Linked DNA regions of Mus musculus: region 1 is linked to region 2. A link is a contact called in public Hi-C data. All regions are on one chromosome and are shown on one strand. The core of a region is the stretch at or near the end of the contact, and the rest is flanking DNA. Distances in the headings are between cores, read along the strand shown.

Region 1 (3,591 bases), core at 364-2,863, 250 kb before region 2:
TTGGCGTGACCTTTAAAGACCTTCTTCCGTGGGGGCTGGCTCTCATAATATTATTAGATGCCATACAAACTGCTAAGGAGAAAAGCAAGAAATAGCCCTACTCAGCTGTAAAGACTTCCTCCACCCACAACAATGACTGACCATACCAGACGGCCCCAACAGCAGCCAACAACTATGTCATTGAACTTAAGGCCTGCTCAGAATGAGAGAACCTATGCCTGCTACTGTAAACCTAGCCAAGAAGCTGCAGCTGGAGAGGTCAGACCCTAGAGGAGAGCCTACTACAGCCATTTCTCTAAAACACTACAGCTTCGGACTGACTACATTACAAATACTTCTCTTCACCCCATCAAGCGCCTCTCATCCCTCACTGGAGTTTCACTGTGCAGCCCACCGAAGGTATCACATACATCCACAACTGGCCAAACCCAGAGGAAAATATGACTCGGTACCAGTAGCAACTGGGACATCAACAGAGCCATCCCCACACCCACAGCTCAGGGGACACTGCAGAGGAGGGAGAAAGAACCCTGTGAGTGCTAGATACCAGGACAACTGCTGCCAGACAGGTCTTCCTGGCGTGACAGGATGCTGGACCACATCCTCCCAATGATATGGCTGCCTGCACAAGACCACTCTGGGCAACACCGCAATGTGGATGGGAAATTTTTGTTGCTTTTGCTTTTCTGAGACATTGCCTCTACGTACCCCTCATTGTCCTGCAACTCGCTACGTAGACCAGGCTGGCCTCCAACTCATGGAGATCCTCCTGTCGTTGGCTCTAAATGCTAGACTCAAAGGAGTGTGCCACTGTGCCTAGCAGATGGGATAAATTTTATCAGAGCCTCATCCCCAGATGAAGAGCTATAGTGGCCGCTAAGGGAGAATCCGGTCCCAAGGAAAACCTCCTGATAGGTTTCCCAATCCTGAACAGTCAGCCCTAAACACATGTATACGTGGGCAACACAAGCTGAACTCTGTAGGGTGGGTGTGTGTTTGTGTGTGTGAGTGTGTGTGTGTAACAATGATAGTTAAAGAAAAGGAGGTCGTGAAGTTGAGAAGGGTAGAGAAGTGGGAGGGGGCGTGGAAATGACATAAGTAGTGTATTCATGTATGAAATTTTCACAAAACATTACAATTTATATAAATAATTATAATTAAGAAACACTTCATGCTTTCACAAAAAGCTCTTCACAGTTGCCAGTCACCATTCAGATAAACTAAAATACAGTGGTGATAAATCTAAGTGCAAACCATGCCGAGTTTCCCTGGAAGCCACGCTCTCCTTCCTACCTGACCTCAGGCAAAGCATAAGGCATACCTGCCTGTGGCTCTCACCCTGGATTCCAGGCAAGAGCTCCGAACACAATCAGGAGTTGCGAGTGCTAGACACGCCGATGCAGGCAGGAGCTCCTAAGGTAAGATGGAGGATGCTAGCAGAGAATCCCCATGGAGAACCCTAGCCTTGGGTGAGGGTGGCCTGGGTCCTATCTGCACTAAGGCTTGGCCTGACAAGGTCTCATTTTTTTCCCTGCCACACCTGGGAGAGCAAACCAGAAAGCACATCTACACAGCCTCCAGTTCCTCCTATGCAAATGGAGGGCGTCTAGTTACATCAGCCTTCATTCAACCCAGCTGCAGTCGGAAATCCTGCAGAGCAAGGTGGTGCACACCTAGGATCCCAGCACTCGGGAGGGAAAAGCAGATGGGGCTCTATGAGTTCCGGTCTCTATGAGTTCCGGTCTCTATGAGTTCCGGTCTCTATGAGTTCCGGTCTCTATGAGTTCCGGTCTCTATGAGTTCCGGTCTCTATGAGTTCCGGTCTCTATGAGTTCCGGTCTCTATGAGTTCCGGTCTCTAGAATCAGCTCCTGACAATCAAGACTACATAGAAAGAAACTGTTTCAAAAAAAAAAAAAAAGTCCCCGTATGAATGATTGTAATATAACATGTACACCTGTGAGACTCCACCGAGCTGCACACTTTACCCATCCGCTGTGTTTCGTACATTAAACATGTAAAATACAACTGCTGCTGTTTCTAGCCAAATGAAGTAGCAGAGACAAGATCTACCTGACCATTAGAAAGAAAAACACTTGATTAGTGAAGACAAAAGACATAGAGCACCAATTCTTAAATGCTAGGCTACTGCACATGCGGCGGGCAAGATGGAAGGAGGTCCCTGTGACAGGAAACCTGACTTCTTAGAGAAGGGGGATGGGGATGGAGAGGTGGCTCAATGGTTAAGGGCACTGGCTGCTCTTCTAGAGGCCCTGGGTTCCACTCCCAGCACCCACAGACAATCCATGACCATCTGTAACTCCAGACCCAGGCGATCCTACACCCTCTTTTGCTCTCCATGGGCATGTATACATGTTGTTAAAACACATGCAGACAAAACACCCATAAAAATAAATAAAATAGCCGGGCGTGGAGGCGCACACCTTTAATCCCAGCACTTGAGAGGCAGAGGCAGGTGGATTTTTGAGTCCGAGACCTGCCTGATCTACAGAGTGAGTTCCAGGACAGCCAAGACTACACAGAGAAACCCTGTCTCGAAAAACCAAAAAAAAAAAAAAATTAATTAATTAATTAATTAATAAAATAAAAATAAATTAATTAAATTAAATAAAAATTTTGAAAGAACAGAGAGGGAAAGAGAAGTAAGACCTGGTAGGCAGAGTACCCAAAAAGGGAAAAACAGAGATCAAAAGACAGAGCTCCAGGTAGGAAGGCCCTGGAGACCCTCAGAAGGTCCTCTCTGCACACGTGGTATGCAGAAAATGCCAGAAACCTCTGGGCCGTGGTAGCGCCCACCTTTGATTCCAGCACTTAGAAGGCAGAGGCAGGCAGATCTCCAAGTCTGAGGCCAGCCTGGTCTACAGAGTTTCAGGACAGCCAGGGCTACACAGGAAAAAAAAAAGAAAAGAAAGGAAGGGAGGGAACTAGGGAGGGGGAGGGAGAGGAAATGCCAGAAGCCAAGAAAGCAGCCCCATGAAAGAATGAGGAAGAAGGCTGGAGCTTACAAAGGGCTGGATGAGCACACTGGGCAGGAAGAGAATTGAGCCCTAGGCGAACACAGCTCTGTCCCTTTTTATAAAACAGCAATGAAACACAAAGAAACCACCACCCAGAACCAAGGTTAAAATAACTGACAGAATACAGAGCCACGGACACAGTTATATGCCAGCAACATCCACAGATTCAAGGTCAGCTTGGCAACAGAGTATATATATAAACGCTCAACTCACTGTATGAGTGTTTGCCTGTGTGCATGCATGTGTGTGCAGCACGTGCATGTCTGGTATTCAGAGACGGAAAGAGTGTGCCCCATCCCATGGAAATGGAGTTACACCTTTTTTTTGTTTTTGTTTTTTTCCGAGACAGGGATTCTCTGTGTAGCCCTGGCTGTCCTGGAACTCACTTTGTAGACCAGGCTGGCCTTGAACTCAGAAATCTGCCTGCCTCTGCCTCCCGAGTGCTGGGATTAAAGACCTGCGCCACCACCATCCAGCCTGGAACTGGAGTTACAAATGGTTGTGAGCCACCCTATGGGTACTAGGAACCAAACCTGGACCCTCTGGCAGGACAG
Region 2 (3,309 bases), core at 102-2,601:
CTCCTACCAAGCACGTCTGGACATCTCGGGTAGTGTAAGAAAATGCAATATCCCATGGAAAGGCAACACCATCGCACTTGGCAATGCTAACATTCCCCTTAAGCAAGCTCCCGTTAGACATCTGAGTGGGACGGTATCACAATGACAGCACTTTTGCCTGCTTTCATTTTTTGCATCAGGAAAAAATGGCAGCTTGAGAGCCAGCAGCCACTCGAGCGATGGTGCCTGAGAGGCCTCCAGCTGTTGAGAAAATGGAGGAAATCGCATTCAGGTAACAGGTTTCTTCCAATGGCTGCAGCTGCAGTTTGGTTTCCAGTATCTGCAGCACAAATGTGGATTTCTTGGACACACTCACCTGCCAGTCTCCTCCTGCTATTTAAGTTTGGTGAAGTTGTGAACATCTACCAAACAGTCTCCTGGATTGCTCTAGCTCACTGGTGGCATATCGGACTGCGGACAGTGTCCGATCTCATGGGAAACAAACCTCCATTCACAGTGACCTCACCACTGCCCGGCCCGTTACCTGGCCCCATCACGTCACGGGGTCACGGGTGGCAGAGGAGCCCTGCAGCCTGGGTTTTAGCACAGGGGTGTTATGCCTCGCTCCTCCTCAGGCAGCTCAGTTGCTCCCTGTGTCTCACTTAACTCACTAGCAGGCTCTTCATCAATCACCACACCAAGGTCTTCGCTACCCCACTCGCTCTGCTCCTCGCTGGGCTCTGCGATCTGCTCCAGGCTGTTCTCCACTAGTGTGGGGGAGCTGCCCATCCTGCTTTCCTCTTCAGCCGTCCCAGTTAACGGTAGAGAAGGAGGCAGTGGAGGAGAGTTAGACGGCCTGGCAGTTTCAGAGGAAGAGGCAGGGGTTTTGGTCACACTGGCGTCTGTTATGACCTCGTTTTGAGGCACAGGTAACTTTTCCACAAGCTTCCACTGAATGATGCTCATATCCTTCCCACCAGTTGAAATTAGGTGACTGTCATTATGAGTAAAACTGACGTTGGTCACATGGCTGCTGTGGGCACTGTACTTGTGACTGGGAGCCTAGAAAATAAATCAGATGGGAAAATTAAACTCATTTTTACATGCCTGCTCACAGCAATAGAGATGACCAGGGAGATTAAGTCAGATTATGAAAACAGGTTCATTTATATCTGTGCTAGGAGACATCAGAGCTGAGGAACGGACCTGGGAAGAGCTTCCTTTTTTATTTCTTTAAAAGGAATGAGAGTCTGGAAGTGCACTCCTGTAATGGTACCTGTGAGTCAAAGGCAGGAGGAGTGCTATGAACTCAAGGCTAAAAGATCCTGACTCAGAAAGAAACAACAGGACACTAAGAATCGCCCATCCTCTAGCATGACAAAGGGGAAACGGGGCAAGGGTGTGTTGTGCAGCACATCACCAAGAGAGCTGACCTTGGCTTTGGAGCAGGGGTACTGAAAGAGATGAACTTTGCAGAAATCATCGGCCACTGCGATCACTCTTCTGTTGTGGGATCGAACCAGTGCGTTGATGTCTGTTCCATCGGACCCTTCCGGCCACACCCCTAGAGAAACACGAAAACGTAACTGACGCTTCACACACCCAAACACCTCAAGCCAAGCCACACAGAGCCAGTCCTAGTCAGCAAGAAGCAACAGGCGGTGCCAAGAAACTAGCCTCACTGTGACCTGCTTCTACAACAAGCTGCTTAGGAGACGCCATCAGTTCCTTGTAGAGAGGAAAGCAGAGGCGCTCTGTCAGCAAAGGGTTAGGACTAAGTGCTCCCTTCCTGGTAGGTGAGCGCCTTCAAAAAATGTTCTCATGGAAGGGCCTAGGCAGACATTGTTTAGTGTGCTATATCCTACAGAATTGTGTTAGAAGAGAAGGCATACCAATATACTTAGCAAGTTACTCTGAGGTGGGGTCATCTTGGTCTAGGTGAACAAGCTTCTTTTAGTCCAGACAGAAACTGTAGAAATTAGAGCTGAGGTATTGACTTCCTATGGCTGAATCCTACTCAGTCATTTTTTGGGCTCATTCTATTTTTTTTTTTTTTTTTTTTTTTTTTGTGTGTGTGTATATGAGTGTTTGCTTACAATATGGATAAGCGCAACACATGTGTGCCTGGTGATCACAGATGTCACAAGAGGGTATCTGATCCCTGGAACAGAGTAACCATTCTAAGCCACAATGCTTTTAACTCAGGAGTCCACCTTTCTAGTCCTGAGAACAAATTCATTTTTGGGGGTGGGGGGGAGGTGTATTTGTGTATTATACACTTGTGAGTGTGCAGGGGCAGGTACATGCAAAGCCACAGGAAGATACTGGGAGTCTTACTCCATTCCTCTCTGCCTTGTTCCATTAAGACAGGGTCAGTCAGTGTGCTGGGGAGATAGTTGTTAAGCCCTGATTGCTCCTCCACAGGAATGGGTTTGGGACCTATACTTGCATGGTGGCTCACAATCATCTTTAACTCCAGCTTCAGAGGAGTCAATCAATGTCTTCTGGCCCCCACAGACATGCAGATGACACATTTACATACATGCAAGCAAAATATTCTTTATACATAAATCTTAAAAGGGGGAAAGAGGGTAGAGCCACGGTTTATGCTAGAACAGCTTCCCAGCAAGCCCCTGGGATGTGCCTGCCTTGGCCACACAAGGCTGCAGTTATAGGCATGTTCAGGACCACATCAACTTTCTGTGTGTGCACTGGAAACTCAAACTCAGGTTTTCATGCTTGCATATAAAGTGTTTGTACCCACAAAACATCTCCTTAGCTTCAGGGTCTCTGCTGTGGAAATTAGAGCTGAGGTCTAATAACACTGTCAGTAACATTCAGGAACCTGTCTCTACCTCTCTGTTGATGGGATTACAGTTCAGGCTACTATCTATATCTGATTTTTTACATGTTAGCTAGAAGTCTGAACTTGGGTCTTCATGCTTACATTGCAAGCACTTTGCCAAATAAGCTATCTCCTCAGCCCTATAATCCCCAACTTTTATCTTTAAATAATAATCAGCTAAAAATCACCTTAATATTTTAAAAAAAATGGCACTAGGACAACTGAATGCCAAGAAGAAGAAGAAGGAGAAGGAAGGAGAAGGAAGGAGGAGGGAGGAGGAGGGAGGAGGAAGGAGGAGGAAGGAGGAGGAAGGTGGAAGAAGAAGAGGAGGAGGAGGAAGAGGAGGAGGAGGAGGAGGAGGAGGTGGTGGTGGTGGTGGTGCAAGGACTCTATAAACACCAGTGGAATGTCATGGCACAGTTACACAGCAGTGGTCCCTCCGAAGCCACAGAACAGCAGCACCACACTGTAGTGTAATGCCCGAG

The links. Hi-C and Micro-C count contacts between places; a contact is called where the count stands out from the background.
Region 1: a contact with region 2 is called in a Hi-C map of embryonic stem cells, with 3 times the contacts expected there. The contact joins two enhancer-like sites. A contact is called at or near these places in 9 of 484 Hi-C or Micro-C datasets (B cells, the G1E-ER4 cell line, LSK cells and 6 more) and 1 of 115 datasets of contacts at active chromatin or transcription factors (embryonic stem cells).

Annotation. Positions count from the first base shown.
Region 1 is chr17:83,727,258-83,730,848 of GRCm38.p6, reverse strand. The region is part of intron 3 of Mta3 (metastasis associated 3); the gene reads right to left. Among named protein-coding and RNA genes, the nearest start is that of Mta3, 23 kb to the right of the region's middle. Within about 2 kb of position 1,613, at least 63 of the 459 cell types and tissues checked have an H3K27ac peak or open chromatin away from gene starts, as enhancers often do. A contact at or near this core is called in embryonic stem cells, where this site is marked.
Region 2 is chr17:83,475,438-83,478,746 of GRCm38.p6, reverse strand. It overlaps Eml4 (echinoderm microtubule associated protein like 4), which reads right to left. Exons shown (of 23, transcript NM_001379374.1): 22 at 1,413-1,543; 23 at 1-1,041. The coding sequence ends at 580. Among named protein-coding and RNA genes, the nearest start is that of Gm46594, 4.0 kb to the right of the region's middle. Within about 2 kb of position 1,351, at least 6 of the 459 cell types and tissues checked have an H3K27ac peak or open chromatin away from gene starts, as enhancers often do. A contact at or near this core is called in embryonic stem cells, where this site is marked.